Linked DNA regions of Mus musculus: regions 1 and 2 are each linked to region 3. Evidence: chromatin contacts called from public promoter capture Hi-C data. All regions are on one chromosome and are shown on one strand. Each heading gives the region's core, a stretch centred on a gene start, on an enhancer-like site or on the middle of the called end of the contact. The rest is flanking DNA. Distances are from core to core; before and after follow the strand shown.

What was found. Promoter capture Hi-C pulls out the DNA fragments that hold promoters and counts their contacts. Capture Hi-C pulls out chosen DNA fragments and counts their contacts.
Region 1: a contact with region 3 is called in a promoter capture Hi-C map of neural stem cells. The contact joins the promoter of Igsf9b here to the promoter of Jam3 in region 3. A contact is called at or near these places in 6 of 39 promoter capture datasets (3T3-L1-derived adipocytes, cranial neural crest, embryonic stem cells and 3 more), 7 of 484 Hi-C or Micro-C datasets (embryonic fibroblasts, embryonic stem cells, nephron progenitors and 2 more), 7 of 115 datasets of contacts at active chromatin or transcription factors (embryonic forebrain, embryonic hindbrain, embryonic midbrain and 4 more) and 4 of 9 other capture datasets (adipose tissue, embryonic stem cells, liver and 1 more).
Region 2: a contact with region 3 is called in a promoter capture Hi-C map of adipose tissue. The contact joins the promoter of Thyn1 here to the promoter of Jam3 in region 3. A contact is called at or near these places in 1 of 115 datasets of contacts at active chromatin or transcription factors (embryonic stem cells) and 3 of 9 other capture datasets (adipose tissue, liver and pancreatic islet).

What each region holds. Positions count from the first base shown.
Region 1 is chr9:27,297,393-27,300,909 of GRCm38.p6, reverse strand. Igsf9b (immunoglobulin superfamily, member 9B) reads right to left here and starts at 1,806. Exons shown (of 20, transcript NM_001326702.1): 1 at 1,393-1,806. The coding sequence starts at 1,456.
Region 2 is chr9:26,997,808-27,001,526 of GRCm38.p6, reverse strand. It overlaps Thyn1 (thymocyte nuclear protein 1), which reads right to left and starts at 1,850. Exons shown (of 8, transcript NM_144543.2): 1 at 1,762-1,850; 2 at 1,471-1,576. The coding sequence starts at 1,513. It overlaps Acad8 (acyl-Coenzyme A dehydrogenase family, member 8), which reads left to right and starts at 1,978. Exons shown (of 11, transcript NM_025862.2): 1 at 1,978-2,133. The coding sequence starts at 2,031.
Region 3 is chr9:27,153,815-27,157,419 of GRCm38.p6, reverse strand. Jam3 (junction adhesion molecule 3) reads left to right here and starts at 1,999. Exons shown (of 9, transcript NM_023277.4): 1 at 1,999-2,129. The coding sequence starts at 2,054.

The DNA.
Region 1 (3,517 bases), core at 557-3,056, 140 kb before region 3:
CCCACAGCAGAATATACCAAAACCCAGAGGGGAGGAGGAGGAGGAAGTCACTGAAAGACTGCATGGGAAGGGGGAAGGGAGAAGCACAGCAAGATCCACCTTTTTTCCATAAGCTTCTTCTGAGGTCACTCTGTCTCGGTTTTCCCACCTGACAAATGGAAACCTTTATAACCATCCCGACCATCATAGTGCTTGTTGGAAAGCTGTCCTTCCCTTCGCCCCACTCTCTCGTTTCAGAACCCCCTCTCAAGTAGCAGAGGAGATACATTCCAATCCGGAAACTTTCTCAAACCACTCCCCCCCACACGCCCCGAGGCAAGGTGCAAAAGAAGCCGGGGAAGCCCGCGCCTCCAGCAGAGCCCTTCAAAAAGGCTCCCTAGTCCGCAGAATCTCGTCACCCTGTCGCCTTCCACCCACAGACCGTTCCTCTCCCGCCGCCATCTCCCTGCTTTGCGAACTTGCCCGCAGTCGGGTCGGTTCCGCGCGCAGAAACCGTGAGCTCAGAGTCCTGGCAGCTTCCAGGCTCGGCTCTGACTTCCATACAAGGGCCGAGAGCCGGGTGCCACCCAGAGCTCTGCCATCTCCAAAGCGAAAGCCCTCGCGCTCAAGTATGCACCCCGCGCCTTGGCTTCTCCCTAGCTTTTTCTTGGGCTCAAACCCGAGAAGGCAGAAATAAAAAATCCCACTCGACTCTGAGACGCAGCTGGGCAGACCCCTCCCTCGCGGCCCTCGCCCCGAGGCCGCTGGGCCGGGCAGCCTGAAGCGCGGCGACGGCGCCTCCCCGGGAACTTTTGCCTGGCCGGGGCCCAGATGCAGTCAAGGTGGGCGCGGGCGGCCGACAGAACCAAGAAGAGCAGATGCTGCTCGGAGCCTCTAGGTCAATTCTGCTTGTCACCTGCCAAGGGGATCCGACCTCCGCGGCCAAGATGTGTGGAAAGGAAGGGCGCGGGGCGGAGAACCCGATCCCTTCGAGGCGGCTGCGGGGACTCCCAACCTCTTAATCGCGCCTCCCTTCAAGGGCTCCTCCATCCAGCGGTGCTGTGCAGGGCTGGGACGCGCGGAATCCTGCCTAAAGACCATCAAAGTCCCCAGCAGCCAGAGTTAGAGCACTAGGGGTTCCCCAAAGCTCAGATTCGACGTGTGGTTGTGAACCAAGGGGCCTAAGGTAGACTAAGTCCACTTTGATTCCAAGGCGTTCGCAGCCCAAGGGCTCCCGCACCTTCCCGCCGAGTTCCTCCCACCCGCAGTTCCCCAGCCTTTGCCCGGGCCAGTGCTCGGAGGTGCGCCTGGCCGGAGCCGGAGCCTCGCCCCCGGGGTTCGGGAGCCAGAGCCTGGAGCAAAGGTCTAAGAACGCCAAGAGGGTTGGAGGAGGGATGCTGCACTTCAACTCACCTTGAGCCACAAGACCTCGGGTGCTGATCACACTTGCTATCAAAGTGGCCACATACCAAATCATAGTACTACCGCGCGCCAGCCAAGAGCCTCATCCTATCGCAAAGTGCTCCTGCGTCTGCACACTTCTCGTGCCTCAGTGCCCGCTTCTCGCCCGCCTACGCCCCTTGCCGGTGCTCCTGTAGCCCGGGCGGCCCGCTCTCCATCCCTTCCTGGCTCCGCTCGTCTCGGCGCGCGCAGCCTCCCGGGCCCCGGCGCAGCGGCACCTGCACTGCCAACCGAGGCAGAGCGCAGCCAGGTCCACGGTGAAGCCTAGCCGGGCCTGTCCTGGTGGTCCGCCCCTGGCGGCTGTTTATTGGACAGTGCTCACGAGTCTAGGCACTGATTGGCTAAACTCTTAGTCCGTCGCTGCGCGAAGAAGGCGAGCCCATTTCAAGGTGCGTTGAAGTGTAGCGAGCACAGAGCCGCAGAATCATGCGCATTGCCTGGGAAAAGGCGTTGTAACGTCTTTGCTCTATTCTGTTCTCAGCTCAGACTGCATGGCAAGTTTCTGATTAAATAGATGGTAGCTTCTCGTACTGGCTAGTGGGACCCTAAGAATCTCAATAACCCTTGACAGGTTATCCGAGGGGATGGAGCCCCCGCCCACCTTGAGAATCCAACATCCGGTTTCTATCAAGAAAAAAAAAAAAAAAAAAGCAGTTCCCGGGAGGACCACGCTGATACGGGGATAGGGAAACCCAAGCATCCTGGGGAAACTAGGGAACGTCCTTTTCTGGAGAACGGTTCAAAGAGACCACGTGATACCTCCCCCCCCCACCCCCACTCTTTGCTCACTCTCTCAGAACACTACCTCCACCAAACGTTATATTAAGTTAGGCTCCATCCAGCCCAAAGCCAGGAGGATGACTAAAATGACCTCTAAAAGTCGCTAAATTTGGAATGAGTCATTGGCTCAGCTGCGGCGAGTCACAGACCCCTCTGGAACACATGTGCACACGTACTGCCACCCCCATTGCTGGTCATCGTTGCTCATGATTACTAAAGCCATTAACCCCCCCCCCCCAATAAATGCTGCCTCTCCTGCACACAAATGCTGCTTCCTCTCCTACCTTACTGAGAGCCCAGCCCCATATCAGCAGCATAAAGTCAAGGTGGCGTTTGTGAGCGATCAGGGGGTGAGGTAGAGAACCAAGGAAAAGGGAAAGGTCCTCCTCATTTCTGCAGAAGATAATAAATAAAGACGCTGGAAGAGCTTCCTATATCCCAGGCTCCCTACTCCAGCATCTCTTCATCTCCTCCCCCAATACAATTGTGTTTACACAAGGAATAAATGAGCATCATGAAAGCCTCTACAACCATCTCACAGTGTTCTGAGGCTGCCGTGGAGATGTTTATTCTTTCAAGCTTCTGACACAGTGCTGAGAGGCACAGCTCCCTAGGAGGGGCTGTTGGCCAGGGAAGAAATGGAGGGGCAATGAAGGCAATCTCTCAATAAGCACAGAGCATGAAGTTTCCCATAGACCAACAGCTTACTGCTGGAAAAGCCAATGTGTGCGCATGGACTCGTGTATCTCACATAGAGTGGCCTTGAGTGATGGAGGGTCATTCTTTTTGGAGAACTCCACTCTCGTTGCCATCCAGGAGATGAAAAGCTGAGGCTCCTAAGCAGAGAAGCACACACACTAATGAACTTTTATCATCTGAATAGCATCTGGAGAACTGGACTTCTGAATACCTCCTGCTTGCAAACTCGCCCTGCTCATGCGAACACACTCATGAGTTATCACTCTGTTGATATATTCCCATGGGCCACTGCTTTAGGTCCTTTCTGGGCTGACATTTCTTTCCTGGGGCTTTGGTGAAGCTGCACGCTCTAGATCTCCTTGACGCATCAATTCTCAGGCAACATGCACCAATTCTACCTCCAACACACACATATGCAAGTCTCCCCATAAACAGGTTTGCACACATCTATATACGTCCATACATACTTCCTCTGGGTCCTAAGTCTATCAAGACTTATTGGGATCCACTTGCAGAATGGGTGATGAGGCTAGGCTATGATTTAATTTTGACCTCAGAAACGTTCATGTTGTTGGAAACTTGATCCCCAAGGTGGCAG
Region 2 (3,719 bases), core at 601-3,100, 160 kb after region 3:
ATATTTGGCTCTACTGTACCTACTTCTCTGAAATGTACACTGCACTGCCTTTACCAGCAGGACATACTGCTGCCTCCAACAGCCTGAGTTTAACTCACAACCTGGGGTTCTTAAACCACAGGAAAAAATTTCAAAGAGAATGAAGCCAAATTAGAGTTTAAGATTTTAAGCCGGGCGTGTTGGCTCATGGCAGAACTTTAGAGCCTGAGACTCCTTGGAGCCTTGCTACAAATTCAAGGCCAGACTAGGCTACAGGCTCACAACAGGAAAGGGGCTTAACATAAAATTGAGCAAGCATTAAGAGGCCAGACATTGTGTCAGTAGGTAAAGGCACTTCCAAGCCAAAAGACCTGACTTTATCCCCTCAGGCACATATGATAAAAGAATCCCCTCCACGGCACCAGCATCAGGGCCAGGGCACACACATGTAAAACCTGATAAAACACAAGATAAGGACCACAGAGAAGCCCTAGAGCATTAGGCTTGTAAGCATAGCTGCAATAAGTTTCTTAACAGCTATGTCTAGCATTTTGGTAGCCTCTGAAGTCACATTGTTCAGGAAATTTAAGGGTAAGTCTAAATGGTTTTGGTGATGTAAGAAACCTATAACCAAAGCACTTGGGAGTGGGGACAGAAAGATCAGGAATTCAGGTCATCCTCAGATGCTTAGCAATTCCAAATTGACAGGCTGATAAGATAAAGACCTAGGAAAAGAAAACTGTGTGTGTGAAAGGTGGGGTCTCCTGTGGTCCAGGCTGGCCTCAAACTCTACACGTAGTCAAGGAAGATCTTGAATCCTGATCTCCCTCTGATTTCTAGCTTTCAGCTTTTTTACATTTCACATGAAATCATGCATGCCTTTCTGTGCCTGGCTTATTGCATTCAATGATAAAAGCAAAGGGTTGGCGAGGTGGCTTAGTTGGAAAAGGCATTTTTTTTTTTTTTTCAAAGCCTAAGGACCTGAGTTCAATCCCTGAGATTCGCACAGTGGAATCGGGGGATTGATTCCTTCAAGTTATCCTCTGATCAGTGTGTGTGTGTGTTCCCACATACTGTACAAAAGTAAATAAATGTAATTTTTAAAGAAGTCTCTTTTCACCTATGCTGTCAAGGTTACACACACACACACACACACACACACACACACACTTTGGAGAGAGGGCCCTGCTTATGTAGTACTCATGTAGTACCAGGCTGGTCTTAAACCCAAGGCAATTCTACAGCCTCAGTCTCCCACATGCGTGGGCCACCACAGTTCCGTATATGTATGCAGTGCTTCATTGCACTATTCTTTGATTGGACAAATAAGTGGAAGGGACTGAAAGTGGAAGTTCTGGCAGAAAGAGTAAAGAAGACGATAAGCAACAACCCCCAAAGTCTCCAAACCAGGGAGTGGAAAAAGGAAATAAAGCACGCCCTACAAGACCACGTTCTTTACCTGCTGCCTTTTGCAGCGTCGGTTCAACTCACCTGGACCAGCAGTCCCAGTCTGCCTCTTGCGGGGTCTCGGCATGGCCTCTCTGTAGGAGGCTGAAGCTAACCGGACGGGTAAGAAACAGCTCTTGTCTTCTAAAACCTGCATGGTGCAAGATGGAGGCAAGAAAGCATACAGGGCCTGGGACTTATGAAGAAAAGTCATGATTAAACCATTCTAATCCCTCTCTCGTTATCTGCGCCCTTTCCTTCTCTCCTAATCTACCTCTAAACTCTCCTGAGTCCCTCCCTAATTCGGCTTTACCCACCACCATTCATTCAACGCACCACCCAAACGCCTTGAAGCACTGCCAGGCTAATCTTCTGGGAGCCTTGAGGCGACTGGCGTGCCCGGACAGGCTTAGTAGAAGACGCGTCTCAGAGGCGCCGCCCCCACGATCTCTGGGAACTGTAGTTTCAGAACGCCAGTAGTCCTATTGGAGCCCGCGCTTCAAGGGCTTAATGGACTACAACTCCCAGAGTATCAGGGGGGCGGGGCGGGAACGGCTAGTTCTGGCCTGGGCTAAGAGGCCTGGGGTCTGAGATTCGAAGTTTACATGGCGATGTTGCGGTCCGGATACAGGCGCTTTGGCTGTCTGCGCGCGGCACTCAAGTCCCTGGCTCAGACCCACCACCGGAGCATCACCTTCTGCATCGATCGTAAGGCTCATCTAGGCGAGGGGAGAGTGGGTCTTCGGTGGGCATCTGTGCCCGCCCGAGTTCCCAGCGCTTTGGTGGCTCTCGGGCTTCGCCTGACACCGATCCCTCTCGGGTCCCTTGACGGACTCACTTCATCCTCTGACTCTGCCCGTCTGGGACCCACTTCTCTCTCCCCGACCAGTCCTGTTTCACGAACTGGCTTCCTCCCATAACTCAGGATCTACTCTCGGGACCAGCTCTTAATGGTCCCTGTGACCAGCGCTCAGTCCAGTCCAGTTGCCTGTCCCCCGACCCCGCCAATGCTTTTCAAAGACGAAGGAACGTGTGACTTTGGCAATAGATTTCCAAGGTAGAAAGAGCTAAGTATATGAGCGCTGGTAGAGATAGTTGAAAAGCTCCAGGTTATACCGTATGTTTTGCTCACAAGTATAGATTTCGTAAAAACACTCATACTGTAGAAACTGCTGCAGGAAAAAGAAAGATAACCGCAATTGAGAAACCCTATCTGAGATTACAAACTGATTGTTTAAAAACCTGGCAGAAAACTTGCATGTAACTGGGAGTGTTTGCCACCCATGCAAACCAAGCCAAATATTTAGATTTGTCAATCACTTTAAATACCAAACTAAAAACCAGAACCACCTTTTCTTCTGAAACAGTTTTTAAAATAATTCTAAATTTTATTTTAAATAAGAATCTATTATTTATGGCCTTATGGCTTTGAAAATTGAGAACAGAGTTATAAAGTACATGGAGGCATAGACTGGTTTTTTGTTTGTTTGTTTTTGTTTTGTTTTTTGTAGAAAACCAGTTTTAAGAGTTACTGCCCTACTTAGGCACCTAAAATTGGGTAAACAAAGTAGCGTGGTTTGGTACTAAAGTTAGGAAAGAGTCTGTCCCAGTAACAGATTTACGTTATTGATTGTTGTTTTGACCTGGGCAACTAAGATGTGTGAGACAGGCTTTATTTGTGCAACTGTGACACTTCTGGAGCTAGCTTTGTAGACCAGGCTGGCCTTAAACTCAGGAGAGATCACTGGTGCCTATCTCCCAAGCCTTGGCTGTACCACCAGAGTTCAGCTTGCTCTCTTTCACTGTTTTTAACGAAGTGTTGGAGTTGGGGATCTAGCTCAGTCAGCTTGAATGCTTGCCTAATGTTTTCATTCATGCAGCCCTGGGTTCCAACCCCAGTATTGACTCGGCCTGCCAGACCTGCCATGGCATATGACTCTAATTCCAGCACTTGTGATGAGGAGGCTGGAGGATCAGGGTCCAGCCTCAAGTTACATACAAAGATGAAGGCCAACCTGGACTACATGAGATCCTGTCTTAACAACAAAAAATTATTTTTGAGTTGTTCAAGATACTTTTCTACTTGTAGATTTGTGTGCCACGATAGTGGGTGGGCTGGGGTGCTTAGCTGTGTAGTAAGCATTCATTGGGGGTTTCTTACCCACCTTAGGTCATTTAGTTCCCAAATAAATGACACGAGACCTTAATAAATATTATGGCCATAGGTTTTCTTCCTTTCTCTCCTGGCTCCCTCTCTCCCCCTCTTCATCTGTGCCTCAAACACCAACCCTGGG
Region 3 (3,605 bases), core at 750-3,249:
CATTGAATAATAATATCGGCTGTTGGGAACTCTGGCACACTTTCTCACAGGCTCAGAATTCTGTTTTAATGGTGTTGTTTCTGGAATCTTAGGGATGCTCTTTCTAATGTTAAACACGGTACAGCTAACCTTTCTCAAGAGTTTTCCATTGTTTTAAATAACTTCAGATTGCCTGATTTCCTTAGGTCTAATGTCCAGTTCTTTGTTGTTGTTTTGAGATAGTTTATTTATGTAGCCCTGTCTGTCTTAGATCTCATTCTATAGACTAGGCTGGCCTCAAACTCACAGAGATCCACCTGCCTCCACCTCCTGAGTGCAGAGATTAAAGGGACGCGCCACCACAGCTCAGCTTCAGCTCATTTTTGCCCTTCTCATCACCTGCTTATAAGATCTTGCTGTGGCCCGGCATGGTGGCGCACGCCTTTAATCCCAGCACTCGGGAGGCAGAGGCAGGCGGATTTCTGAGTTCGAGGCCAGTCTAGTCTACAAAGTGAGTTCCAGGACAGCCAGGGCTACACAGAGAAACCCTGTCTTGAAAAACCAAAAAAAAAAAAAAAAAAAAAAAAAAAAGATCTTGTTGTGTTTTCCTACCCTACCCTTCCTATTTCCTACTATTCAGAATTCAGAGCAAGGCTAGTAAAATGGCTTAGTGGGTACCACTCCTCGATCCTAAAGCCTGGAAACCTGAATTTGATCCCTGGAATCCCTGTAAAGGTGGATGAAAGTCAATTTCATGAACTCTGACCTCCACATCATCAACTCTGACCTCCATATGCTCATTGTGGCATATACCTCCTGTCATGTACTCCTGTACTCATACAAAGGTGATGATGGTGATGGTGATGATGATAAAATAACGAACCCTTTTTAAAATGAAAAAGAAGGCTGGGGAGATGGCTCAGCAGTTAAGAACACTTGCTGCTATTCCAGAGGACCCAAGTTCAGTTCTCAGCACCCACACCAGGCATACTATTTGTTAACTCTGCGCCTCTGGCCTCTCAGGGAACCCACACTTATTTTCACACATCTCACATGCAGATATACACACATACATATTGTTAAATTTATAAAAAATTTAAAGAATCCAGACATGGTAGTGCTTGCCTTTAATACTAACTCTTGGAAGCAGACAAAATTGGGCTTATGTGAGTTTGAGGCTAGCCTGGTCTATTTAGCCTTCAAGTTCCAGGGTGGCCAGGTCTATATAAGTAAAACTGTCAAAAAAAAAAAAAAAGTAAAAAATTCAATGGCAAGAATTACCCCTGTATTGTGTAGGATAAACTGTTGGGGATACCAGTATCCTTTAGCTCTACCATAGAAATGAATTATCCTTCTACATCAACTTATTGCATTTATGTACTTGGCGTATCTTGCTAATATTTATGCAGATTTCAGCATTTTCTCCTTTCATTACTTTTGGAATCAGGACCTCTATAGGTGTGAAAATACTGTTTCAAAAATTGTCATGATTTTATTTGTAAAATAACACACATTTCCTTAAAAATGATTTATTTTATTTCATGTGTATGAGTGTTGTGCTTGCATGTTTAGTGCCACACACCACAAGCATGTTTAGTGCCGTCAGAGGTCAGAAGAGGGCGTCAGATCGCCTGGAACTGGAGTTACAGGTGGTTGTGAACCACAATATGGGTGCTGGGAATGGAATCTGGGTCCTTGTAAGAGCAACAGGTGCTCTTCACTGCTGAGCCATCTCTCCAGCCCCATCATTCCCTAAATCTTAATGGAGTAATCCTTCTTAGATCTGTAGCGATAATCTACAGTTTCATAAATCTACCCCGCCTCCCTCCCAGACACGCTTTTTAATTCTCTTCCCGCTAAGTTCATCGACAGAGGTAGCACCTGGAAGCACTGAGCATCTTTGCATCCATAGCAACCAGACTTGAGCTTTCTCGGTCACTATGGTGCCGGCTCGGCCGAGGCCGCGTGGTCGCTATGGAAACTGGAGGCGGGTCGCAGGGTCCAAGCAGGCTGGGCGCATGCGCACGAGGCCGGTTCTCCGCTCCGAGCCTGAGCCCCTCACATTCCCCTCGACATGGCGCTGAGCCGGCGGCTGCGACTTCGACTGTACGCGCGGCTGCCTGACTTCTTCCTGCTGCTGCTCTTCAGGGGTGAGTTGACGCTTCAGTGCCGCTAGGAAGTGTGTGGTCTGTGCCGATGGGGACAGAGCGGCCCGGGCCGCGGTGGAATAGCGGTTTCGGCTCCCACGACTCCAGGTCCGGCCGAGAAGCTGAGGGGTGGCCTCTGCGGGAGCGTGGCGGGCGAGGCTCCGTGAGCGGTCGGGTCGGGTCCGGTCTCGGGCAGACCCGCGTGGATGCGGCTGGTCCCGTACAGGGACACGGCCCTCTAGAAGGACCGTGGCAGATGCCTCACGGGCTCTAAAACTTGCTGGAGGAAACACCCCATCAGCAAGCAGTGTGGTACCCAGAAGTCGTGGAGGACAAGCGGCTTGGGAAGCTCCAGAGGCCTGTCCTCCCAGGAGCTGCTAGGGTCAACAAAGAAGCTGAACTGGGCAAGGCCAGCCAGCCTTGTGCGGAGATGGGGACTGCACAGGGATGAGCATCTTTGTTGCAGCGTGGTGGAGGAGACCCTGACTCCCAAATAGCATCTGGATCATTTGATCCCGACACACTGCTAAACTTGAAAGTTTTGCTCATTTCTTTCCAGTGGAATTCCTGGGAGACAGTATCTCCCTGGTCGGTTGGGCGAAAAGCACTGTAAAGTTTACTTTGCAGTTACTTTCCATAAATACCACAGGGCACTTCGAAGCTATTATCTCAGTCCTTAAAACAGCTCAGTGAAGTGGGTTTGTGAACCCATTTTTAGAGGCGAATATTAGTCTTCTTTAAAAAAATTTTTTTCATTAAGAACTGACGGCCAAACAAGTAGTGGCAAACTTAAGGTTTCATAAGGCACCACTCCTTCTTCAGAAGGTAACCCAACCCGGACCACTCCTCAACCCTTGGTTTGTTCCTTGGCTTTGCTGACGCCTACGATGTTCTCCAGAGTATACAAATTAATACACCAAAGCACTGTTGGGAGTGGGGGGTGGTCAGGCAAGAAGACAAAGCGCTTTTGTGTTTGACGCTTATTCTAGTGGGGTGCTCAGGGTGGTGGTAGAAAACAGGGGCTCTGGTGCAGAAGTGTTGGAAACAGGCTTCTGTAGCAAGGATGAGGCTTAGCATACATTTTTTTTTTTACCATATATTTTGCTTGATTTTAAATTTTAAAGCCAAATGCAGTTGGGAGATAGAGCTGACCCGAGGCTAGCCAGGGGACAGGAGTGTCAGCAATGTCCAACTCCCACTGTGCTGGTGCCACTGGCACGTACTATTCACAGACTAGAACAACTCCCTATTGTTGGAGAGATTCCCTCACATGAAATTCTGCAGTTTTTATTGGAGAAAATATTTTGCAGTTGACTTGAGGGATGAATTTCTTCATGATGATTTGTTAGTAGAAGTAGAGACGGCTAAGGGCTCCATAGACTCTTGTCTCAGATGCTGCCCCTCAGGCGGGGTTTAAGTTGGTGGGTTTCTTGGTATTGAGGGATGGGATTTACTTCCATTCCATAGGAATTACAGTAG